Linked DNA regions of Mus musculus: region 2 is linked to region 1. Evidence: chromatin contacts called from public promoter capture Hi-C data. All regions are on one chromosome and are shown on one strand. Each heading gives the region's core, a stretch centred on a gene start, on an enhancer-like site or on the middle of the called end of the contact. The rest is flanking DNA. Distances are from core to core; before and after follow the strand shown.

Region 1 (7,075 bases), core at 4,392-6,891:
CCATATTTTAATGGGGTTATTTGATTTTCTGGAGTCCACCTTCTTGAGTTCTTTATATATATTGGATATTAGTCCCCTGTCGGATTTGGGATAGGTAAAGATACTTTCCCAATCTGTTGGTGGCCTTTTTGTCTTATTGACTGTGTCTTTTGCTTTGCAGAAGCTTTGCAATTTTATGAGGTCCCATTTATCGATTCTTGATCTTACAGCACAAGCCATTGCTGTTCTATTCAGGAATTTTTCCCCTGTACCCATATCTTTGAGGCTTTTCCCTACTTTCTCCTCTATAAGTTTCAGTGTCTCTGGTTTTATGTGGAGTTCCTTAATCCACTTAGATTTGACCTTAGTACAAGGAGATAGAAATGGATCAATTCGCATTCTTCTACATGATAACCACCAGTTGTGCCAGCACCATTTGTTGAAAATGCTGTCTTTTTTCCACTGGATGGTTTTAGCTCCCTTGTCAAAGATCAAGTGACCATAGGTGTGTGGGTTCATCTCTGGGTCTTCAATTCTGTTCCATTGGTCTACTTGTCTGTCACTTTACCAGTACCATGCAGTTTTGATCACAATTGCTCTGTAGTACAGTTTTAGGTCCGGCATGGTGATTCCATAAGAGGTTCTTTTATCCTTGAGAAGAGTTTTTGCTATCCTCGGTTTTTTTGTATTCCAGATGAATCTGCCGATTGCATTGAATCTGTAGATTGCTTTTGGCAAGATGGCCATTTTTACAATGTTGATCCTGCCAATCCATGAGCATGGGAGATCTTTCCATCTTCTGAGATCTTCTTTAATTTCTTTCTTTAGAGACTTGAAGTTCTTATCATACAGATCTTTCACTTCCTTAGTTAGAGTCACGCCAAGGTATTTTATATTATTTGTGACTATTGAGAAGGGTGTTGTTTCCCTAATTTCTTTCTCAGCCTGTTTATCCTTTGTGTAAAGAAAGGCCACTGACTTGTTTGAGTTAATTTTATATCCAGCTACTTCATTGAAGCTGTTTATCAGGCTTAGGAGTTCTCTGGTGGAATTTTTAGGGTCACCTATATATACTATCATATCATCTGCAAAAAGTGATATTTTGACTTCTTCCTTTCCAATTTGTATCCCCTTGATCTCCTTTTGTTGTCTGATTGCTCTGGCTAGGACTTCAAGTACAATGTTGAATAGGTAGGGTGAGAGTGGACAGCCTTGTCTAGTCCCTGATTTTAGTGGGATTGCTTCCAGCTTCTCACCATTTACTTTGATGTTGGCTATTGGTTTGCTGTAGATTGCTTTTATCATGTTTAGGTATGGGCCTTGAATTCCTGATCTTTCCAAGACTTTTATCATGAATGGGTGTTGGATATTGTCAAATGCTTTCTCAGCATCTAACGAGATGATCATGTGGTTTTTGTCTTTGAGTTTGTTTGTATACTGGATTACATTGATGTATTTCCGTATATTGAACCATCCCTGCATCCCTGGGATGAAACCTACTTGGTCAGGATGGATGATTGTTTTGATGTGTTCTTGGATTCGGTTAGCAAGAATTTTATGGAGGATTTTTGCATCGATATTCATAAGGGAAATTGGTCTGAAGTTCTCTATCTTTGTTGTGTCTTTTTGTGGTTTAGGTACCAGAGTAATTGTGGCTTCATAGAATGAGTTGGGTAGAGTACCTTCCATTTCTATTTTGTGGAATAGTTTGTGAAGAACTGGAATTAGGTCTTCTTTGAAGGTCTGATAGAACTCTGCACTAAACCCGTCTGGTCCTGGGCTTTTTTTTTGGCTGGGAGATTATTAATGACTGCTTCTATTTCTTTAGGGGATATAGGACTGTTGAGATCATTAAGCTGATCTTGATTTAGCTTTGTTACCTGGTATCTGTCTAGAAACTTGTCCACTTCATCCAGGTTTTCCAGTTTTGTTGAGTATAGTCTTTTGTAGAAGGATCTGATGGTGTTTTGGATTTCTTCAGGATCTGTTGTTATGTCTCCCTTTTCATTTCTGATTTTGTTAATTAGGATGCCTTCCCTGTGCCCTCTAGTGAGTCTGGCTAAGGGTTTATCTATCTTGTTGATTTTCTCAAAGAACCAGCTCCTTGATTGTTTGATTCTTTGAACAGTTCTTCTTGTTTCCACTTGGTTGATTTCACCCCTGAGTTTGATTATTTCCTGCCTTCTACTCCTCTTGGGTGAATTTGCTTCCTTTTCTTCTAGACCTTTTAGGTGTGTTGTCAAGCTGCTAATGTGTGCTCTCTAGTTTCTTTTTGGAGGCACTCAGAGCTATGAGTTTTCCTCTTAGGAATGCTTTCATTGTGTCCCATATGTTTGAGTATGTTGTGGCTTCATTTTCATTAAACTCCAAAAAGTCCTTAATTTCTTTCTTTATTCCTTCCTTGACCAAGGTATCATTGAGAAGAGTGTTGTTCAGTTTCCACGTGAATGTTGGCTTTCTATTATTTATTTTGTTATTGAAGACCAGCCTTAGTCCATGGTGATCTGATAGGATGCATGGGACAATTTCAATATTTTTGTATATGTTGAGGCTTGTTTTGTGACCAAATATGTGGTCAATTTTAGAGAAGGTACCATGAGGTGCTGAGAAGAAGGTATATCCTTTTGTTTTAGGATAAAATGTTCTGTAGATATCTGTCAGGTCCATTTGTTTCATCACTTTTGCTAGTTTCACTGTGTCCCTGTTTAGTTTCTGTTTCCATGATCTGTCCATTGGTGAAAGTGGTGTGTTGAAGTCTCCCACTATTATTGTGTGAGGTGCAATGTGTGCTTTGAACTTTAGTAAAGTTTCTTTAATGAATGTGGCTGCCCTTGTATTTGGAGCATAGATATTCAGAATTGAGAGTTCCTCTTGGAGGATTTTACCTTTGATGAGTATGAAGTGCCCCTCCTTGTCTTTTTTGATGACTTTGGGTTGGAAGTCAATCTTATCAGATATTAGGATGGCTACTCCAGCTTGTTTCTTCATACCATTTGCTTGGAAAATTATTTTCCAGCCTTTCATTCTGAGGTAGTGTCTATCTTTTTCTCTGAGATGAGTTTCCTGTAAGCAGCAAAATGTTGGGTCTTGTTTGTGTAGCCAGTTTGTTAGTCTATGTCTTTTTATTGGGGAGTTGAGTCCATTGATATTAAGAGATATTAAGGAAAAGTAATTGTTGCTTCCTGTTCTTTTTGTTGTTAAAGTTGGCATTCTGTTCTTGTTTCTGTCTTCTTTTAGTTTTGTTGAGGGATTATCTTCTTGTTTTTTTCCTAGGGCGTGGTTCCCGTCCTTGTATTGGTTTTTTCTGTTATTATCCTTTGAAGGGCTGGATTCGTGGAGAGATAATGTGTGAATTTGGTTTTGTCGTGGAATACTTTGGTTTCTCCATCTATGGTAATTGAGAGTTTGGCTGGGTATAGTAGCCTGGGCTGGAATTTGTTTTCTCTTAGTGTCTGTATAACATCTGTCCAGGCTCTTCTGGCTTTCATAGTCTCTGGTGAAAAATCTGGTGTAATTCTGATAGGCTTGCCTTTATATGTTACTTGACCTTTTTCCCTTACTGCTTTTAGTATTCTATCTTTATTTAGTGCATTTGATGTTCTGATTATTATGTTTCGGGAGGAATTTCTTTTTTGGTCCAGTCTATTTGGAGTTCTGTATGCTTTTTGTATGTTCATAGGCATCTCTTTCTTTAGATTTGGGAAGTTTTCTTCAATAATTTTGTTGAAGATATTTGCTGGCCCTTTAAGTTGAAATTCTTCATTCTCATCTACTCCTATTATCCGTAGGTTTGGTCTTCTCATTGTGTCCTGGATTTCCTGGATGTTTTGAGTTAGGTTCTTTTTGCATTTTCCATTTTCTTTGATTGTTGTGCCGATGTTCTCTATGGAATCTTCTGCACCTGAGATTCTCTCTTCCATCTCTTGTATTCTGTTGCTCATGCTGGCATCTATGGTTCCAGATTTCTTTCCTAGGGTTTCTATCTCCGGTGTTGCCTCACTTTGGGTTTTCTTCATTGTGTCTACTTCCCTTTTTAGGTCTAGTATGGTTTTGTTCATTTCCATCATCTGTTTGGATGTGTTTTCCTGTTTTTCTTTAAGGACTTGTAACTCTTTAGCAGTGTTCTTCAGTATTTCTTTAAGTGAGTTATTAAATTCCTTCTTTATGTCCTCTACCATCATCATGAGATATGCTTTTAAATCCAGGTCTACCTTTTCAGGTGTGTTAGGATGCCCTGGACTGGGCGAAGTGGGCGTTCTGGGTTCTGATGATGGTGAGTGGTCCTGGTTTCTGTTAGTAGGATTCTTACCTTTACCTTTACCCATATGGCAATCTCTGGAGTTAGTTGTTATAGTTGTCTTTGTTTAGAGATTGTTCCTCTGTTGATTTTGTTACCCTCTATCAGCAGACGTGGGAGACTAACTCTCTCCTCTGAGTTTCAGTGGTCAGAGCAGTCTCTGCAGGCAAGCTCTCCTCTTTCAGGGAAGGTGCACAGTTATCTGGTGTTTGGACCTCCTCCTGGCTGAAGATGAAGGCCCAAAACAGGATCTTTCCCAGAAGGTGTGTTGCTTTGGCCAGGAAGGTGGCCGGTTGTCTGGAGCCGAAGATGGCGTCGCCTCAGAAGCTCTGTGGCTCTCGCCTGTCCCAGAAACGGCTGGCCTCTGTATTCCACACCGTCACCCGTGCAGCCTTCCCTCCGTGGAGTCCCGGAGCCTCTTTATTATTTTTCACAGAGCGTCTGTAACATGGGTGTGCAAGCATCTCTGTGGTGGGCTGTGAAGTCCTCTGGCTATATGATCAGGAAGGGTAAAGCAGGGTCATATGGTAATTCTATCTTTGGTTTTATTATGCGTAATCTTTGCTTCTTCCATAGAGCCAATCCTGAGACTTTGAAGACAGCAAGAACTTTGCTGCCTTAGTCATGGTTCAGTGATGCTCAGGGTCTGGCAGATGTGTTGGGGGTAGGCCTGTGTGGCAGATGTGTTGGGGGTAGGCCTGTGTGACAGATGTGCTGGGGGTAGGCCTGTGCTGCTGTGCATTAAAATGCTAATTCTGTCCCTCAAGATCTGGTTGTCCCAAGGCACCAGCTTTTGTTGTGTAAACTTTGCTCCCTAATTTAAAATTATTAAATAAAGGTGGCTACAGCCAATTACCAAAGGGAGAAGAGATAGGCAAGTTTACAGTTACCTAGCTGGGGGTGGCAGGTAGGGACCATGAGGAGAAAAAGAAAAGAAGGCAGGAATACGAAGTGTCCATTAGATATGATGGGCCAGGAGCTCAGGCCTGAGTGATATGCCACCCCCACCCCAGGATAGCTGGCTGGAGCAGAAGTAACCCAGGGAGACTCAACCAACCATTATCTGGGGAGCACATCTGGGGAGTTAGAAGTCTAAGCATTAGAAAATTAGATTAGGGGTAATCTCCCAGTAACTGCACAAAGGCTAAATCAATAAATCATAGTCTGAGTCTCATTCATTTCAAAGCAAGGCAGTGATAGGTGTAATTCAATTTATTTTACAGACACTTGATGAAAGACTTCAAGCTGGGTATGGTGGCTCCTCACTGTGATCCCAGCTCCTAGATGATGAGGCACAAGAGTTACCATGAGTTTCAGGCAAGCCTGGGTTTCACAGCAGGCTGCAGGCCATCTTGTGCTCCACCATGTGACTGTTTGGGGTGAGGAGGTAAAAGGGAAATATTGCATGTATATTCAAGTGAGTCAACACTATTGGGTTGCACATTATTGCACAACACCTTTGTCCTGCTTGGGTTTTGTCATCTGGGAAGAGGAAACCTAATCTGAGAAAATGTCTCCATCAGATTGACTTATACGCAAATCTGTAGAACAGTTTCTTGATTGATGATAATTGTAGGAGAGTACAGCCCATTTGAGGCAGTGCCACACTTAAGCAGATGATCTTGGGTTATATAGGAAAGAACACTGAGCAAACCACGGGGAGCAAGTCAGTAAAGCAGCACTCCTCCATGTTTTCTAATTCAATTCCTGCATGCAGGTTTAGTTCCAACCTTTGCTTGCCTCATTAATGGCCTGGATTTGAATACACAAGCTAAATAAACCTTTTCCTACCCAGGTTGCTTTTGGTCATGGTGTTTACTACAGAAAGAAAACTAGTGTATAGGTCCATGATTCACCAAAGGACTCAAATTGCATGTAAACACAAGGAGTGTTTTATTCTGCAAGAAATCCAGCATGCTGGGGTTTCCCATCACCAAGATAGAGACACAACCAAGTGAGCTTGCAGTCCTGAGTTAAAGCACATTAGGGTGTTCCAGGGTAGATGACTTCTATGCTAATGTGTTGGATCTATCTCTAAGGACATTCTATTACCTGGGTGTGGGTGCTGGAAAACCACTAGGGAGGTCTGGAAACTGCTGCTGACCCATTGTCCTTGCCTCAGACCAGGTGGCAGGGCAGCTTCTGAGGCCTGGACTTTCCTGGAATCGTCCAGTTCTTGGAAACAGATTAAGGCCTAGTCTCCTTAACTGCCTATTTGAAACCTGTCGTGGAATCAGCCCACCCTTCTCACTAGAATGACTTTGTTCTGTGAGTGTTTGGTAGCTTTTACCTTATTAATGCCATTCTTATGAATTCTTGCAAATATCTGGGCATTTTAAGAACGATTTTATGAATGGCCACTTTTCTACAAAATGAGTTTTTGCTATGTAAAATCTTCATAATTCCTGAAGAGTGTTGAGAATCTAATAGCCTGGACTACAGTTAAAGGGAAATAAACTGCTCCCTTTGTTACTGTCGGGGAATTGCTCAGCAGAGTGGTGAATGGACTAGAGGTTGACCTAAATTTGGATGACAGACATCTCTGACATTTAGTGTCTGTGTAACATGAGAAAGAGATCCATCTTTCCAACTGAGATGGTTAACCCTGACTTTCAACCTGACAGAATCTAGAATGACCAAAGACAGAAAGATGTACCTGTGAAGGATTATCTAGGTTAAAAGAGGTGTGAAGACTCACCCCAGGTTAAACCATACCATTATTCTAATGCATACACACAAAAGGCCTCAGCAAAGTACCGCAAAATCAGTCTCACCATACATCCACATATTATATAACAA
Region 2 (7,062 bases), core at 2,191-4,690, 180 kb after region 1:
TTCCAATGATATCACTTCATGGCCTCTTCAAAATTGCAAGCAATCTCACTAAATGTAAACCTCCCAGTCACCAGGATGCAAAGGGAAAAGTATAAAAACAATCCTATAAATCCATAATAATTCTATGTGCATTTCCTGGAATGGCAGCTAAAGTAGGCAAGCCGGGCTATAATGCCCCCATAAGTTTCATATTCCATAGCCTCAGCAACCCTTTGCAAACCCTGCAACAATCTCCACCTGCTTGATTTTTTTGTCTTAATTACAAATATGTGTGAGTTAGAATCCTGAGCCTGTAATCAAACTGCAAACTGCAGCCAATGGAACACTGGCAATTTAATTATAATTTTTATTTATTTTTTACAATATTAGAGCACAATCATAATTTTGGAAAGCAAAACCCAATTGTTAACAGTGTAAACAATCCATTCTCTTTAAAAATCAATACCAAGAGCATTACTTTCCCGTTTCAAAGTTTGGCTGCCAGTTCTTATATGTGAATGCTTGACTGTACAACTTTTAATAACTCATTAAAAAGACATTGTTTTAAATCCTATCCTTTATCAGTCTAGTTTCAAGGATAAGAATTACATAAAATATTATCCCAATTTAGAAGTATCTTTAGAGACCTTTTTTACTGGGTTTGCTCATGCCACGTGTTGTTGTTTAGAATGACTCCAACCCTGAGTTACCAGTTTTAAGCTAACTTTCTGTTACCAATGTTACAAATATCTAATCATACCCAATAACTTACAAGCCAATACTCTATAACCAATACATGCAGGATATATTTATACCTTTAAAGCCAGTTGAAAACAAAAATGAAGTGGCTACACACATCTTATATATTTAGACTGTAAGGTAGAAAATTTAAGTTTGACCCCCTAGACCAAGTTGGAGCCAAGAAAGAAAAATAGTTGGTCCCTAAAGCAGCCTGTTCCAAGAACTGTCTGACCACAGAACAGGTAATTACACAAGCCGGTTCAGTGACCTCGTTCCAGGACCTGTCTGACCACATGATTAAATTCTTGAGAACAATCTTGAGAAGCAGGGAGTTTCCACTTGTGATTTTTAGTACCCCCCTTGTGATTTTTTCCACTGGTATTCTCGGTATTTTCCAATAATGCCCTCCCTACCCCTTGGGTTGTGTCTTTTTTCTTTAAGTACACCCTTTTCCAGCTACTGGGTGTCGAACTCCTCTACCCCTGTGTGGGATATGAGCTGAACTCAGCGTGCTGGTTCCTGTCAATAAACCTCCTGTGATTTGCAGCTGAAAGAAAGAAAATTAAATTCAAGACTTCAAAGCCCTAGCCAGAAAGTTTATTCAAGGTCCATGACTCATGCAGCTTGCTAGTTAGGAGGGCTTTTTGGGCTTAGAGCAAAGAACAAAGGCTGTAAAGTCATCCCAGGAACCAACTAGCCATAAAGAGAGGGAAGACATACAAGAATGTCTGGACTGGCCCAGCGCCTCCCTATCTCCCGCCCTTCTGATCTAAGTTAAATGTTAACCAGATGCTCTGCTGTTACCTCGATCTGCATGTACAGTCTGCTGATGTTTAAATGAGCCAATCATGTGAAACCACGCCAATTCCTCCCCCAGTCCCAGACCCTTTTCTATAAAAACCTCTAGCTTTTAAGCCTCGTGGTCGAATCCACTGTCTCCTGTGTGAGATGACCCGGAGCTCCACCATTAAACTACCTTGTGCATTTACATCAAGTCGGTCTTTTCGTGATTCTTTGGGTGCACGCCAAATTGGGAATTGAGTGGGGGGTTCCTCACTAGGTTCTTTCACAGCAAGGACGGTCTCTCATGAGTTCTTGGGGGGTCTCGTCATCCTGAGACTTGAATGAGAGTCTCCCCTCTTCGGGAGTCTTTCAAAACCAAACAAAATTTTCGTATCCTTTCTAGCTATAATTTCAAGAGAAAAAGCACCTTATTACTTGCTGAACCCAATAATCACAATCAGAGATTTTTCTAGGAGGAACAACTGTCAGCTTCTTTACCATAGAACTTGAGAAGCTGCTGGGCCCTTTAAAAGCAGCATGGCAGGTAATCAGCCCCTAGCAGGGCTTCTCCAGCTGTGATTGACTCCTAACTATAGGTGCAGGGCTCCAAAGGACAATTAAGACTGCCTTTAAACAAGCTAAATTAAATCAGGGGGTGGGCAGCCAGCACATAAAGTTTTAGCCATTTTTTTCTTTTCAACACTAAACACGAACAACAATCATTCAAACAACGAAACAAAAACAGGTGTAAATTGACACACATGGACAGATTGGTGCACCAAGGACAGACAATAGACAGAGAGGGAAGAGAACTTGATGTCCTAAAGGGACCTAGAACCAGGACTAAGGATATCTCCAGTAGGAGCCAGAGAGGAAGCAGGATGTCTTCTGATTTCCTCCTGTCCCAAGGAGAGCTCTGAAATAGCTTATCTCTTTTGCTAACATGTCCTGGACAGGGGATACCTGCTTTTCTGAAACCTATTCTCTCTCTCTCTCTCTCTCTCTCTCTCTCTCTCTTTCTCATGTCATTTGAATACCATTTCTACTTCTGGGCACCATGGACAGCATAAATCTACTTGTGCTAAGAATTTTTCTAACATCTGTTTTTAAACCCTGCTCCTCTCACCTGATGCAACTCTTGGCTGTGGAGAAATGGCTATATAGAATTCCCCTGTCCCGTTGAGCTGTTACCCCTAGGTGAAGTTGGCTTCGGGTCAACACCTCTTCAGCCCAGCTGTATGCCCTTAATACACCTCCTGCAACAACAGCCTCCCTAAAATAAACTAACTAGTGTTAGCATTAATGTTGTTCATTACTGGGCAGGATACCATTACTTCTTCTGTTTTCTGTGGAGCTCCACTCAAGCCAGTGTTTCTCAGTGCTTCCTCCCACTTCCCCATTTTCAGGCCTCAAGCTATGCACCACCTGTAGCCATCCAGTAGCCACTGAGAACTGGGTTAACCTGAAAGGGGGGCTGGGAATGAAAAGGACTATGGGCTGCAAGAAAAGGATGAAGCCAAGATCAAGGCAAAGTTTAATTCTGCAGCTCCAGGTAAAAAGGGAAGACCACAAAACCCAACCTTTGTTTAGGCTGTATTATGTTGCAAAGCAAGCTCAGTGAGCTTATTTCAGGAACTTGCAGGTGCAGCAAGGCGATAACTCCACTTGAGCCTGCTCAAGGTTGGGGGAAGGGCATGGTGGTGCACCAGGGAGCATTTGAGATTTGAATCACTCCGATTATTTCCCTGTTTCAGAGTTTAATCATATGCTGTTTCTGCACTGTGTGGTAGGAGCAAATTGCGCAACTCGTATGAAGCTAATATTATCCAAGCACAGTTTAAAAAATTACCTTATGTAAAGAAAAAGGAAGAAATATGAGGAAGAAAAGTGTTCCTCTTTCAATCTTATTTATTCTTGTCTGAGGCAATAAACTGACTGTGGCTCATAGACACATATTTGAGAGTCTGGCATAGTGGTTTTTCAAAAGGAAATTTGAGCTTGTGAGGTTAGCCACAGTTTACAGAGGGTTGAAAGTCTAGGTAGGCTTACTTAACTGTCAGCCCTCTCACCTTTTTCGAAGGACATTTTCTGGAGCCTTCTTTGAATATTCATCAATGTCTGAAGAAATTGTTTATGCAAATCTCAAAATCCAGGACCCTGATAAAAAAGAAGAAACCCAGAAGTCTGACAAATGTGGGGGAAAAGGTAAGATTTTGAGCCATGGATGAGATGGCAGTGACCACAGATTCATGCAATGTGAATTTTTAATTTTTATTTCTTTAAATTTTAATATGCCATATGAATTTTTGTTCAGCCTTTCATTTAAACCCCAAATAACAAAGTGATTAAAAATAATTTTTTTCTTTAAAGCATAAGGTATTTCTTTAAGCCATTGTAATACAACATTGTATTTTACATTTTTAATATTAAATTAAATTGAGGTATGTGGAAAGAGATTGTATTTTCAAATGACAGTGTTTTATTGTGAAGGTTTTGTTTTGTTTTGGTGTGTGTGTGTGTGTGTGTGTGTGTGTGTGTGTGTGTGTGTGTGTGTGAAGCCATGGAATTAGGACTATACCTTATTCAGGAAAGTCATGGGCTTATATGTTCTTGCTAGATTTTTGAACGCAAACTGCTTGAAGTGTAGGAGAAAGACAAAGAAGGGGAGAACATTTTTTATTTTTAAATCTGGCTTCTCTCCTCATTGTTCATGGAGCTTGCTCTGATCCAGATCTTCAGGAGTTTCCATATTTTATCCTAGCATTCAAATCTCTACTCTTTGTCTTAAATTTAGGTTAAATTTAATCTGTGTATGTGTGTGCATATGTGTATGAACATGTATGAGTGTGTGTGTGTGTGTGTGTGTGTGTGTGTGTGTGTGCACGCGCATATGTGTACGTGTGTGTATATGTGTGCTTGTGCCACAGTGCTTGTGTGGCAGCCTGAGGACAGTTTGAGGAGACAGTCCTCTCCTTGCATCATGTGAACCACCAGGAATTTCCCTTAGGTTATAAGGCTTGCAAAGCAAGTACAGTTAGGCCCTGAGCTACTTCTGAGTCATGTCTCTACCTCATTGCTGTGCCTTTCTGCTGTTTTTATATTGCTGAGCATTCCATTTTAAGATTGCTCTTTTGGTAGATCTAAGGGAGTGGTTCTCTAATCTCAGATATCCAGTAAGATTGGAAGTTCAAGGCCTACTTGGGCTATGAGAGAGTTCAGAGTCAACCTGTGCAGTCAGTTAAGTGAGATCCTGTCTCAAAATAAGAGGTAAGAAGAGAGCTGAGGATACAGCTGAGTGCTAAAGCACTCATTTAGCATATTCAAGGCTCTACTCTCAATACAATATAACACAACATGACATACTCAGCACAACACCCAAAACATATCAAAACCTACAGGAAATTCCTTCACACTGTGCATTCTCTGTGACACATCCCCCTGGTTTTCACTATCCCTGTGGCTGAGCTGGTTTTGTTCTTCTGCTTGTCCTGGCTTGATTGTGTTCTTTGATGGAGCACTGGAGGGCTCTTCCTAGGTCTCTTGCTCTAGTGTCACTCTACATGCATTTCTAAGTTATCTCGTGGCTTTCACTCTCAAGTTCCTATCTATCTATCTATCTATCTATCTATCTATCTATCTATCTATCTATCTATCTATCATCTACCTATCTCTATCATCTCTATATATCTATTACCTATGTATCTATCATTTCTCTATTAATCAGTCATTTTGCACTTTGTTTCCTGTCCTTTAAAATGCGTCTAGATGACAACAAAAACACACACACCTTACTACTCTGTTTTATTAGTAGCCACAGTAGTGTCTAGTACCTAAATGGCACAGATCTGATAACTTTTAAATAACTGAATATATATATATATATATATATATATATATATATATATATATGTTATATATAAATGAGAAAATAATTATAACAAAAGATAGACTATGAGTTTGTATTTCAAACCTCAGATAATGACTGGAACATTTATAGTATTTTCACTAACAATAATTTTCCAAAATATTAAGAAATTAAATTTTATATTTTATATGTCACTTTGTGAGACTTCACAACATTGTTATGCTATCATCTGTTGATATAAACCACATTTCAGGAGCAGAGTAAGAGCATTAGGTTAGTCTTGAGTTACTTTCTTGAAACAATCTTTTTATGTATTCGTACACGGGGATAATTTAAATCATGTAATTTCTTAACACTAATTCATAATGTAAGTTTTTTTTAACTTTTTAGGGAAATGATATAGTTTGTGATTCGTCATCTATAAAATAATAAAAGCAATTCTATGAGAATGGTTTTCTTAAAAAAATGGCAAATATTGGAAAAATTTTAATGAGAAATTCAGGTCCAGACTAGGGGTAGCACAGAGCTGGGGGGGGGGGGCGGGTGACAGTGGGATACAGACAGTGACAACCTGCTTTGCTGAACTGCAGTCGCATTCTTAGCTTTAGAGGGGAGCACCCAAACAAGTGGAATTGCTTCCTCTGTTAAACACAACCTCCACATTCCAAAAGACCCCTCAGAAAGCTTCCTTCAGTCTCCTGAAACACACTTTCCACAAACATATCCGAGGACACATTCTACCAGTACCCCCATTTTCCCTTCTCTCTATTTTATGAGGTTTTCTTTACTTTTTTTGTGTGTCTTTTGTCAATCTAAGGGTTAATGTCTTTGCCTATGAGACTCATTTCTCATTCAGAAGAACTTAGTGAATATTTCTTCTTCTTTTTTTTAAAGTTATTGCCTTGATCTTATTGGTAAGATATTTGAGACATTTCATAAACAAAAAAATTCTGTGGGGTAAGACATAGCATAGTCAAAAAACTGAAGCGAATCCTGATGTCTTAGGATTTCCTATCTGATTACTCTTGAAAAAAGTCTGTGAATTTCTAGCAAAATACATAGATGAAATAATTGAGGGGAGGATGGATGGATGGATGGATGGATGGATGGATGGATGGATGGATGGATCAAGTTAAGGTATGATCTGCTTCTAGAATGCTGTGCTTTTTTATTTTCACAGTATCCGCCGATGCTTCCCATTCACAGCAAAAAACAGTCTTGATTCTGATTCTTCTATGCCTTCTGCTGTTCATTGGAATGGGGGTCTTAGGAGGCATCTGTATGTATTACCCATTCTTTAAAAAGAAATTTTACATTTAATTAAAGTATAGTTGCATCATCCCCACTTCCCAATAATCCCTCTCATTCTCCTGCCTTCTCCCTCTCAAATTATGTTACTGAGAATTTATAAGTCTTAAAATCATCTACTCTTTTCTTTTTTTCTTTTGTCTTTAAAAAAAAAAAAAAACCTGGAGTTTATACAACTTTGGCAACAGAAATGATAAAATCGAATCAATTGCAAAGGGCCAAGGAAGAACTTCAGGAAAATGTTTCCCTACAGCTGAAGCACAATCTCAACAGCTCCAAGAAAATCAAGAACCTTTCTGCCATGCTGCAAAGCACAGCCACCCAGCTGTGCCGAGAGCTGTATAGCAAAGAACCAGGTAGCCCTCAAACTCCATCTCTCAAAACTG

What was found. Promoter capture Hi-C pulls out the DNA fragments that hold promoters and counts their contacts.
Region 2: a contact with region 1 is called in a promoter capture Hi-C map of macrophages, with 5 read pairs. The contact joins the promoter of Clec12a here to the enhancer-like site in region 1. A contact is called at or near these places in 6 of 39 promoter capture datasets (the C10 cell line, cranial neural crest, hippocampal neurons and 3 more), 13 of 484 Hi-C or Micro-C datasets (the AML12 cell line, B cells, CD4 T cells and 8 more), 1 of 115 datasets of contacts at active chromatin or transcription factors (large pre-B cells) and 4 of 9 other capture datasets (adipose tissue, liver, macrophages and 1 more).

What each region holds. Positions count from the first base shown.
Region 1 is chr6:129,166,175-129,173,249 of GRCm38.p6, forward strand. No RefSeq gene overlaps it. Among named protein-coding and RNA genes, the nearest start is that of Gm26160, 5.1 kb to the right of the region's middle. Within about 2 kb of position 5,642, at least 32 of the 459 cell types and tissues checked have an H3K27ac peak or open chromatin away from gene starts, as enhancers often do. A contact at or near this core is called in adipose tissue, macrophages and neutrophils, where this site is marked.
Region 2 is chr6:129,346,804-129,353,865 of GRCm38.p6, forward strand. It overlaps Clec12a (C-type lectin domain family 12, member a), which reads left to right and starts at 3,441. Exons shown (of 6, transcript NM_177686.4): 1 at 3,441-3,708; 2 at 6,549-6,647; 3 at 6,844-7,032. The coding sequence starts at 3,618.